2 separate regions of the Drosophila melanogaster genome follow, and region 2 is linked to region 1. A link is a contact called in public HiChIP or PLAC-seq data. All regions are on one chromosome and are shown on one strand. Each heading gives the region's core, a stretch centred on a gene start, on an enhancer-like site or on the middle of the called end of the contact. The rest is flanking DNA. Distances are from core to core; before and after follow the strand shown.

Region 1 (3,076 bases), core at 258-2,757:
CTCAATGGGGAATTCGGGGGCAAGATGGCAATCGCCTCGGTTCTTGGGGCACCGGTTGCGAAGGTGCTTCATTAAGTGGCTGAGTTTATGCACCAGCGTTGGATTTTCATTCTTGTAGGAACTTGAACTAAGTAAGAAATGTAAGATGTTTATCCCCTATTCTGTACAAATAATTTATATATATTTATAATATTTATAAACTACGCTTTATTTATCAATTAATAAAAATATCTTTTTGTCACTTCGTTTTTAAAAGAGTACTTTTTCTTGAAAGACTCGCTTTTATCGCTTTTCGTATTCATTGTTTTGTTTGTAAGTAAATAAGAACATCTGCATTTCTACCTAGTGCTGTGCGTGTTTCTTAAACAACCCATAAGGACTACCTGTTTATCAGTGAGGTCATAAAACGGCAGGACAAATATTTTGTCGGTCATGTTCATGCTTGATCGATCGGACTTGTAGCAAGACTGGTATCCTTTTCGTTAAACAATTAGTCAACATAAGAAAAATTTCCCTATATATACGACTAATTTGAAATTGAATGTGAATAAAAGTTAATGTATTGCTTGTATAGTTTAACAAATTTTTGTTCAGTATATACATATTCATTACCGGCTTATACTCAAAGATTCATCAAAGTCAATCGTATCATAATTTTCTCATTATCCCTGCCCTGCGTCTACCCACACGTTTTTGAAGTAGGTAGATATTATAACTGACACTGTCAACTGACTGGTTTTTGTGCCAAGTTGGCACTGGTTTATTTGCTAACTGATTAACTAACCACCCACATTTTGCCGACATTTGATCAGGTTTCCAAGAACTGGAACTATACAAAAATTCAGAATCTTCCAAAAACAAATTTCATTGTATTTCAATGCTATTTGGCGGAGGAGTAGCTTAGTAGAATTTGGATTGAAAATGCGAAAGCAAGGATTTCAATATTTGGAGCTGTTCTGGCCGGTGATGCAGGATTTCCATATTCCACCTTAAAGTACGCATCGAGAGGCATAAATCGATTTAATTCAATGCTACGTTCAAAAGTAAGAAATATTTTTTTCTCTATAAACATATGTTCATTTATTTATTTACATCATTCCACTAATTAAAGTAAAATCGAATTTGTTTATTTCGTCGAATTATTTGATGTTAGTTCTTTTCCATTTCCGATTCCAATATAAATATATCAAAATTAAATATATAGAACCATAAAAATCAAATACTTTGATAATTCGTTGTTTTTCTCCCTAGTTTGATTCAAACCTGAACGTGTTCCATGCGAAGATATTGCATGTTTCTGTTTGATTCTCCTCTTCAGAAATTTTGCATCGAATTTGTGCTGTTAGAACACTGTTAAGCCGTATAAGACTGAGGTTACACATAAAATCCACAAGAGGGCGCTACTTCGTGTGCTGTCGGCGGGCATCGTCGCAACTTCGGTCCCACGACACGAACGGTTTCGTCTGGACACGAAAAACGGAAAGCGAATGTATCTGAAAGATACGTTTAGTCTATTTCGACGCGAGCATTGTAACGGATCGCAGGTCACGGACGCTTGGATTAACGGTACTGTTGCCCTGAGTGTCATCTGTGTGTGAGAGTGCGTGTGACCGGTCAACAAAAAAATTTAACAACAAAGCAAAGAAACCCCACAAAACCCCCTAAGTCCACCACTCGTGGATTAGTGGATTGAAAAGTGCATAAGTTTAACAGTTGGAATTTAAAAAAATCGTTTCCAAGATGTTTTCAAACGAAATATGATCGAAAGCAGCTGATAAACAGCGGGAAAACAGCAGTAAAACAAAACCAAGTGATCGAGATAAAGGTGTTTAACTTAATCGGCATCTTGAAAAGGAAGAAAAATCAGAGGCTTTCAAAAAAGTCATATAAAGTAAGTGCAGCACGACGAAATAAAACAATACCAATTTCGGAATGTAAAAATATTTATGCAAAACGTAAAATAAGTGAACAACAAAAAAGGAGTCTTTGTGCAAATAAACAAATATTTTCTCACTAAGATAAACAATAAAACCCACCATCTGGGTGACTGCCACGCCCCCTCAAGCTACCGGCAATCTCCACCTCCAGAGGCTATCCTTTTTGCGCTCCTTTTTTTGGGTCAGCAAATGGATCCAAATCATTTTTTGTGGGTTTTCCTTTAGCTTTGTTTATTTTTCCGAAAGCGCGCGAGATTTTGCACACAATTTTTTTACTATGTTTTTGGCATATTTGTTTATGCGTTCATCCAGTTTTGCTTTGCCTTTTGGGTGCGGCGGAAAATGGGTTTAAAATTGGCAAAATCCTTGGCGGGAATATATCATGCAACTGTCAATGGATTTGAATAAATTTACAACTGTCTAAACGGTTTAATCTGAGGGGAAGTTTAGCTTAAGATTGTTCTATAAATCGGAGGCTTAAGTTTCGAAACTGATTGGAATATTTCTTTAAACTGTTGATTAACAAAGGCTTTGTTGATCATATGAGAATGTTCTTTATATAGGTTTGAGAGTAACAAAAATATATTTGCTTAGGGAAAAGTTAAAGGTTGAAATATTAACAGATACTTAAAAAATACTAAATAAAATTAAGTGAAAATTAATAATCTATTCGTATAAATATAACACTCCAGAGACACCTAATAATACAATTTCGACTGCTATGAAGTCAAGTAAAATAATAGGTGCTGCTGGTATCTGAGAAACTGATAATATTGGATTATTATTATTATCCACGCTGTTTCTATGTATTAAATATATCGATGCAGTCAGTCAAAAGTATTATTTTTCCCAAAGGGCATCTTTGGATCCTTCCCTTGAAGTTTCCCATAGATGCAAAATTGGTACTAGTCCTAAGATGTCGATCACTTCGCTTGGCTTTCATTTAAATGCTTTAATGCCGATATTGACCTTTTCCTTAGTTAAGCAAATCCGAAATGTGTAAAACACTCTGTCTAAGAGAAAATATGTCAAATGAGGCCCAAACGTCAACGACTTAGGTGCGTGTCCTATTAGCCTCCCCAATAAAAATTAACTCAGGTTAAAGACGGGCGAAAATCCCGCCAAAGACATAAATCTTC
Region 2 (3,199 bases), core at 617-3,116, 520 kb before region 1:
CATAAATATGTCTAATTATTTGGATAGAGGCGCGGATTTGGTATATGTTTAATATTAATAGAAAATTAGTCGAAAAACGAAACGAAACCAGAACGCTGTGTTCGTATTAAATAAGCAATGTTGTGTTTTTATATCTTGCATACTTATTTAAATATTCTGAAAATTTTAATAAAACTTTTAAGCTACAGTAGGAATTATATTCATTAAGAAGTAACCGTTTTCCTTTGATAAAATATACCTATAATCATAATTCATAATAATTTGCTCGAATCGATAGTTCAACACATCTAAGATCTTTTCTGAGATGTAAATAATGTGCTAACACTTCGAGAAATAGACATTCAAAATGAAGTCTACATGGAAGTGCTTCTCGAATTTCGGCTATAAGCCCCTCAACTTAGCCGACTTAAGCATCCGGTGACAGCTTGTTAGCCCGTTCTTAATCATTGCCCACTGGCCCGTTGACCATTTAGCTCTCAACGACTTCCGTTACGCTTGAAAGGAATTCTTATTTATTTGTTTTCATTTCCCCCTCCGTTGCCAACATTTTATTTTACCATTTTGCGCTTGCTTTGTCAGCGATTTCAAAGAGATGATTATCTAAGAGCTTTCTGCCTGTCGGCGGCTTTGTCTCGTCGACTACAGACGACTAAATATATATATCTGGATCCCGACTTTTGTTGTTGCCCAACATCAATATCTCAGCGTCGATCGCCTTTCATATTTGTCACACATTTTCGAACTGGAAAACTGGTTCCTCCTCATGCATGACATTCGTTGTCTGTGGGTCACTTCATTGTGAAAACACTGCTGCATTTTAGTGCACTTGCCGATGGGCGGCTGTCTCTTTCCTTCGGGATCTGCCCTCTCTGTCATCTTCACTTGCACATTTCGATGTGACAGCTTTTTACCCAAGCGTTTTTTAATAGCCTCGTTTTCGCCTCATCATGTGGCTAATGACCAACAGCTGACCGCATAGTAGCGCAAATGTTTCAAGGTTGCTTACGTTTAGATAACGGTGCCAAGTCCGGTCTTATAAGTTCAGCGTGAGAACAAACATAGAAAAGTTTGATTTATGGGATCAGCAGATCATTCGAAACCAATTTGAGCTCGCTTCCACGGTAATCATCAAAAATGTGCAAACATAATTAAACAAATTCGTAGAATATCTAAGCTGATCACCTAGAAATTTGGTTAACCCCAAAGTATATTTAAGTAATCATTTCAATGGCTTGGATAAACTTTTGTTGAGAAGGCCTCACTAGAATGGGAATGCTTTATTCTCAACTTTCTGGATTCTATAGTTTATGGATAAGTCGATGTTCATATTCATTCAGTATTCATTCAGATAAGGATATCGTGAATATAATATAGAAAAGATGGTACGTAGAAAAAACGTGCATATTAGAGGTCTTTTAATATAACCGATTTTATATGTAGTATTCAATATACTGTTTTGGAGGCCCTAATATCTAAATTATTTTACTAATTGGGAGTCGGTTTTCGGGATTACCAATTGGCCACTTCCACTCCTGACACCTTCAAATATCGTTTTCTTTCAAGTATATTCGTCATAATAACCTACAGAGTTCCCTAATATTTTTTCTAGTGTATATGCAAAAGCCGGGTGTTCATTCAAAACATAAACAAAAGCATTCATTTTACCGGCACCACGGATGAACTCGCTCCCGTCAGCGCTCCCCTTCTTTCTTCGTCCATCCATCTCTTTCTGTCTCGCGATGGAGCGCACAAAACAAGAATAACAACCTAGACGCTCTTCCGAGGCAGAAGATACGAGCAGAGCGGATCAGCATCGGATCATTTGTTTTTATTCCTCGCTTTTCAGTTCGATTTGAACACGCGAGCGGGAAGCTTCGGTGAAGACGGAAAAGCGGTCGGAAAAGCTGCTTTTATTGGCGGGAGAGCGCGTGAAAAGTGCATGCTGTTTAAAAAAAATAATAGTGTGTTGACGAAGGAGTTAAACAAAGAAGGTGCGGAAAATTGAGGAACGGTCGCGGATGTACACAAAATGTGGGCATAAATTGGGGTTGCGGAGTGAGAAGGAAAGCCAAATATAACTTGTTACTTACATAAATACACATAAAATTAAATATACATAAAATTAAAATTAATATAATTATTAAAGTGTTAGTTTTGCATTTTTAAGAATTTCAACATATGTTTGTATAGTACTTTCTTTATTAGATGAATAATAAAATTAATCTTAAGCATTATTCCCGGTGTGTTTGCGCCGTTTGCTTACGTTAAAGTTTCCCCATTTTCGATTGCCTTTAAATCTATTTTTGGAGCGCAGTGCGTTTTCCTTTTCATTTTGGAGCCCCAATCCCGTTACCGTACATTTGCATCTCTCCCTAGCATTTCCGTTGCGTGTGCAAAAATCGACAGAGGAAAACAAGAGCAGCAGAATGCTAAAGTGCAGTGATGTGAGAAAATAGAGAAGGAAAAAAAATATTGTATATTTTTAAATATTCGCCCTCAAGGCGGGCCCATGCAATACATACAACCGAAAATAATAAGAACTGAAATAAGACCAGCCCTTTGGAGATTTGCCCCCTGCTAAAAGTGCGTTGCATGTGTTTCTAATAATGAAGTGTTTATTTTGGGCGCCCGCAAGTGAAATGCATTTGAATGCCACAGCGATTGAGCAGCGACTCGAAATCAAGAGATAAATAAAATTCGGAAATTCGAAGTGTTTGTATATTCGTTGTGCTTTTTTATAGCCGCCTTCAATTTTTTGGATTGGATTATTTCCCTTGGCGGTAAGCATTCCATCAGATATCTTCAATACCGGCAAACAAATTGTGATTTATGCATTTGTTGTGAAATATTTTCGCCGCCTGTGCAATCTTCTCGGTTGCTCGTCGGCGTAAAAGTATCTTTTATTTAATGGCTACAATCTCCCAGTTTTCGTCTTCTTTTTCTGTACTTTCGAAGATTTTATCTTCTTTGATGTAATTTCAGTAATTTGGCTTAATGTTTTAACAGTTCGTTTCAAGTCAAATGGCTACAGGCTACTCTTGCAGATACTTTTACTATATTTCTGGTGTGCTATCCAGATTAAATGGGATGGAATGCAGATGTGATAGACTTATTTTGAAATATAGTGTTATATTTTGTGGGCTTAAGGCATATTAATATTAACTCATCATTTACATTTTCCATTTCTGTTAATAAATTT

What was found. HiChIP or PLAC-seq counts read pairs in DNA pulled down with a chosen protein or histone mark.
Region 2: a contact with region 1 is called in a CP190 HiChIP or PLAC-seq map of the Kc167 cell line, with 2.9 times the contacts expected there. The contact joins the promoter of CadN here to the promoter of beat-IIIc in region 1.

What each region holds. Positions count from the first base shown.
Region 1 is chr2L:17,259,165-17,262,240 of dm6, reverse strand. beat-IIIc (beaten path IIIc) reads left to right here and starts at 1,507. Exons shown (of 7, transcript NM_135986.3): 1 at 1,507-1,891.
Region 2 is chr2L:17,777,007-17,780,205 of dm6, reverse strand. It overlaps CadN (Cadherin-N), which reads left to right and starts at 1,866. Exons shown (of 24, transcript NM_165227.3): 1 at 1,866-1,991; 2 at 2,407-2,780.